Linked DNA regions of Sus scrofa: region 1 is linked to region 2. A link is a contact called in public Hi-C data. All regions are on one chromosome and are shown on one strand. The core of a region is the stretch at or near the end of the contact, and the rest is flanking DNA. Distances in the headings are between cores, read along the strand shown.

Evidence for each region. Hi-C and Micro-C count contacts between places; a contact is called where the count stands out from the background.
Region 1: a contact with region 2 is called in a Hi-C map of epiblast stem cells, with 2.2 times the contacts expected there. The contact joins the promoter of FAF1 here to the promoter of TTC39A in region 2. A contact is called at or near these places in 1 of 5 promoter capture datasets (fetal liver) and 1 of 47 Hi-C or Micro-C datasets (epiblast stem cells).

The regions. Positions count from the first base shown.
Region 1 is chr6:161,172,569-161,175,268 of Sscrofa11.1, forward strand. FAF1 (FAS-associated factor 1) reads left to right here and starts at 1,347. Exons shown (of 19, transcript XM_021097816.1): 1 at 1,347-1,731. The coding sequence starts at 1,687.
Region 2 is chr6:160,805,224-160,807,923 of Sscrofa11.1, forward strand. TTC39A (tetratricopeptide repeat protein 39A) reads left to right here and starts at 1,411. Exons shown (of 18, transcript XM_021096670.1): 1 at 1,411-1,545. The coding sequence starts at 1,493.

The DNA of each region.
Region 1 (2,700 bases), core at 97-2,596, 370 kb after region 2:
TGCTGTGTTTTGGAATTACTTCCTTAGGGATGCCAATTGACCAAGACCCTTAAATTCATGTGATTATAGAGGGTTCTATTCCTTATCTACCTAATTCTGGTCTAAATACAGATTATCACATGAGAGTGTATTTTCATATAAAGAAAAAAACCCGCATAAACCTATGTCTTTAAACATCATAGTGCTTTTGTGTTCAGGAAATACAAAGACCTAGGCCTTGATTCTCTATGGTGATTTCATTTGTATCTATTTTATCTCTACAGCACAACATCTGCAATCTTCTTCACACTCTGAGGATTTTACGAACTTTCCAAGACAAATACATGCTCTATTACAGTCCAGAAGATGATATTTTCTCAAGTCAAAGTGGACATATTCCATTGTCACTCTTCCTCCAGGCGGGATAATTACAAACCATCACACTTACTTGTACATAGTCTGGCTATTCTTTTTTTTTTATTATTACTCAGTGGATTTTATTACATTTATAGTTGTACAACGATCATCACAACCAAATTTTATAGCATTTCCATCCCAAACCCTCAGTGCATCCTCCCACCCTCCAACCTGTCTCATCTGGAAACCATAAGTTTTTCAAAGTCTTTGAGTCAGTATCTGTTCTATTCTTGACTCAAAGCCTGATTATATTTTTCTCGGGGTCCATGTTCTCACCTTTCTCGGCTTCCCTATCTGCCCCGTGACCACCGTGGGAGTCTGGTTACTTGTTACTCCTTGTTACTGAATGTCTGAGGATGCAAATCATCAGGGGACTTGGGTCGAATGCGCCAGTGTGTTAAGTGGGTTTTGATAGGTTGAGCGTAAAAGACTGTACAAGAAGTTGTATTTAGGTGAAACTTTGTTAGAGAAAATGTACATTTATGAAATGCTGTTTTTAGACGAGTTGTGACAGTGTGCAGAGTTGATTTGTATGTGAGAGAGGCTTGATGTTTGTGTGACTATATAACCACGTAAAGGCGCAGAATCTGATTCCCGCTCCAGCCAGTGGGAGGAGGTACCGAGGCCTTTACTTAATTCAAACCGGAATAACCTGTTGCGGGACTCCGAGCTCCCGCAGTTGCAGGTCAGCGTCCCAGCCCGCAGCGCGCGGATCCCCGCCCGGTAGTCGTGCGCCCAGCGCTTGACAGGAGGGCAGTCACGTGGCAGCCGCAAAGCGGCGCTTTGCGACCTCGATGACAGGCAAAATGTGCGACAGCCTTGGCGCTGGCCAACCAGGGGCGGAGGCGTGGGCCAGGGAGGAAGCGGAGGAGGCGGAGGCGGCCGTGGCGTTCGCCCGCCTGCTGGTTCGCTCGCTTTCCCCGCCCCCGCCGTTCTTGCCGCCGCTCAAGGGAGCCGGGTGCGCGCTGTCGCAGCCCTCATCCTGGCCGGCGACAGTAAGCCTGGACCCACATCCCTCCCAACCTCCCCGTCCCGGCGGCTGCTGCACGGGCTCCGCGGGCCGCAGGCGGGCGGCCCAGGCGCCTGAAGGTTACCGAGTGCATGAACGCCTAGCCTCCCGCGCTGCCCCGCCCGCCGGCCCGCCGGCCAGCCCGCCCGCTCGTCCGTCCGCTAGCCCGCCAGCCCCTCGGAGCCCGGCGGCGGCGGCGGCGGCGGCGACGGCCGCAGGAGGCGCCGTCTCCCTCCCAGGTGCGCGCTTCGTTCCCGGAGCCGCGGAACTCGGCGGCCGCCATGGCGTCCAACATGGACCGGGAGATGATCCTAGCGGATTTTCAGGTGAAATATCAGGCCCAGTTACCGTCCCACCTTCAACCTCGTGGGTTCCCAGTGCCCAAAGGGTGGTCTCTTCCCAGCATTTGTTTGAGCACTGCAGTGGTGTGTGTTGTGGGTTTTTATACGGTGCGTGGCTTGAGGTCTGTGTTTGTGTGTCTGTGTGTGTGTCTGGTGTGAACTATTGGGGAACGTGTAATTCATGTTATATTGGGGGCGTGTAAGATGTGTTATACATGACATGAATGAGATTTGTGGGGTGAGGGGGTGTTACGTTGGCTTATTTTGTGTGTAGATTGTGTGGTTTTTCCTGTATTATATGAGGAATGTGTAGAATTTGAGGGTATTAACTGTGGGGCTTATTATGAGGTGCTTTGGGTGAGGAGTTTTAGGTTGTTTATGAGAGTGTGCAGTATGGAGTGTGGGTGTGGTGTTGTGGGTGTGGTGTATTAAGGGGAAAGTAAAAGATGATGAGATGGTGAGGGTATGGGGCATTGTGGTGGTTTTAGGGAGAAGTAAACATTTGAAACTTTGGAATAAACATTGGAATCTTTTGGGGGGTAGGAGGATGAGGAGGAGACAAATAGACTGTATATCAAACTATCTTTGCAGTGAATTTACAAGTCCAATAAATTACCAGTTTGTATGTGTGGATTCCTTTCCTCTACAGATTTGAATTACTTGGTTGGTGTCCTTTCTCTAAGAATATAGATGATAAGCAAAGATAATTCCTTACCGAACCCAACTCTAGTGACACTGGTATATAAGTATTTTAGGGAGGCCCTTTGGAAGTAGAGCTATGTGCTTCATGAAAGACTTGGATTTAGAACTAATATCCTGTAAACACTACCTTTTCCTTTGGGTGAAGAAAACATTGTAATGAGATATTTTTAACCATTTGTTTTGGCATTAACTTAGAAGCCGCAGTTATGTATAGGCAGACATTTCCCTCCTTCTTTAACACCCTCAACATTG
Region 2 (2,700 bases), core at 161-2,660:
AGGAAAAGTGAGAGCAACTGCCCAGATGATCATTGAGGCTTCTGCCCTCTGCTCTGCCCTGACCTCCCACTCCATGTCCAGTCCACCTGCAGACCACAGGCAAGGTGGAGAGGAACCACCAGATGGGGCTAACAGATCTGGTGTTAGGCTTGGTCTCAGGGAAGTCAGTTAACCCCTCTGAACCTGTTTCATCAACTGTAAAATGGGAGTATTTTAGTAAGATGAAATTAAATGAGAATGTGCGTAAAACACCTGGTTTAGGGCTTGTCACACTAGAATTAGTCACCACTTATTAGACACACAATTTGTGTTTCGCAAAGCCTAGGGTACAGACCCAGCCCAAAAGGAGACAGACATCGTCCTTGGTCACCTTGCCCCGCCCTGAATTCAGCCTCCATCCTCCCTCACAGATGCTTCCAGAGACCCCTGGATCCATCCTTCACGCTGGACCTGGGAGTGATCCTTCTCAAACACCTACTCAAGGGGTTCTCTTGCTCCTTGTGAGTCTCCTAGGAGAGCCTGCTGGACTGCACAGCTAGGGGCTCACCTTACTCCAGCTGATTCTTCTACTTGCTGGTTGTTTAAAATAAAAAGTTAAAATGGGAGCTCCCATGGTAGCTCAGTGGAAACCAGTCTGACTAGCATCCATGGGGACGCAGTTTTGATCCCTGGCCTTGCTCAATGGGTTAAGTATTAGGCATGGCCTTCACCTGTGGTGTAAGTCGCAGACGCAGCTTGGCTCCAGCGTTGCTGGGCTGTGGCGCAGACCAGCGGCTTCAGCTGCAATTCCACCCCTAGCCTGGGAACCTCCATATACCTCCAGAGAGGCCCTAAAAAGACCCCCCCCAAAAAAAAACTGCCCATAACCCTAGGTAAGATGAGGAGCTCATGCTCCTCCCACAGGGGTGCTGGGATCCAGAAGCCTGTGAAGAGGGCTATGTCCCAGTACCTTGCCTGGCCAGCAGCCTCCACTCCCAGGCCCAGGCAGCTCTTTTCTATCTTTCTGACCCCTCGCCTGTCCCTCCTCCTCTGTGCTCTACGCTTGAGGCCAGTCCCAAGCCCCTGATTCCAATCAGGTACAACCCTGGCAAGGCAGGAGGGAAGGGCGTTGATGACGCCACCATCCATAGATACTGAGGCCGGGCTCTACACTGGGAGTCGGGGGCGGGTGGGGAAGGACAGGTCCTGGTGCTGCCACTGGCCCTTTATGTGACCTGGGACAGATCCCTGGCGGTCCATGGTGGGCCTCAGTCTCTCCTTGTGTCTAAAGTGAGCCCCAAGGGCTCTGGACGGAAGGCGGACTGTCTTGGGATCCCAGGTCCGCTCCCGGGACAGACGCCCTTGCCAGGCAGGGAGGTGCTCGACCGCGGCGGGGCGGAGCCAAAGGTCCCGCCCCTCCCACCCCGTCCAGGTGCTGCCGCCCAAGCGGCCGCTGCCGCCGCTGCTGCCACGAGGGGCCGCCCGCGCCCCTCTCCGAGTCCGGCCCGCGTCCATGGCTTTTCTGACCGCTTGGAAGAGGGCAGCCTCCGGGAAAAGCGACCGCAGGTACCAGGCGGGGGCGGGGACTCGGCGGGAGGCGCGGATGGGACAAGGGCTGCTGGGGAACAGCCGACGCGAGGGGCAGCTGAGGGGACACAGCTGGAGAGAGCAGCGTGCGCGCTGCTGGGCGCGGGGTAACGGCCGGAGCGTCCGGGGTGAGGCAGCCCGGCTCCTCTCACCCGCCACGTGTCCCCTGCTCGCGCGTTATGGGCCGGGGGGTGGGGGTGACGAAGTAGGGCCCCACCCCAGCCCCCTCCGAGACCCGCTTCCGCAACTTGTGGGCCACCTGCGAGGGCAGCTCAGGTGAGCTGGATCTCGGGCGAGCTGGGAGTCAGGTTTGGGCAGCTGCATCTCCCCGCAGCAGTGCCGCTCACGCACCTGGTCCTCCCCAGCGCAGCCTGAGCAGAGATATGGGCACTCCCTGTGCCTGGACAGGTGAAGGCAGACACGCTAACAACCCCCACTCCGCCCTAGGGATTGTCCACATCTGGGGCAACAGTGCGGAGGGAAATCCTGGGTCCCAGTGCCCGTCCATGGTGAAAATGTGTGACAGCTCCTCCAAGGTCAACCTTTCAGGGATGTGTCATTGCTTCCTGTGTGTCAACTCCAATTCCCCGCCTGTCCCCAGCTCCCGAGTGAGTTGGTGTCTCCAGATGAGTTCCCATGAAAAAAGGAAAAGGGGACAGCCCTAATCTCTCCTTGTAGCTTTGACACCCCCCCCCCCCAGTTCCTTTCCTTTATATATTTAAAGGTCATCCTGCTTCTCCCTGGAGAAGAGCAATCTGACTGCCCTCCCAATGCCCCCATCTGACTGTCCTATGAGCACATCGCACTTGGCAAGCCCCAAATTAGACTGCACATCTTAGACTTCACATCCAAACCTGTTCCTCCTCCTGTATCCCCATGTCAGTGAATGGCATAGTCATCCACCCAGTTGCTCAAGCCCAGAACCTGGGAGTCATCCCTCTCACCTCCCTCCCTCACCTCCACCCTGGTCTCCAAGTTGTGCTGACTTTATCTTTTTGATGTCTCTCAGAGCTAGCTGTTCATGCCCCATGGACTATTGCAGCAGTGTCCAACTTTCGCATTTCCTCCTGTCTCTCCCTTTCTAGGCATCCTTTCGTCTGGTCTTTTCTAAAGCACAAACCAGTCCGTGTCATT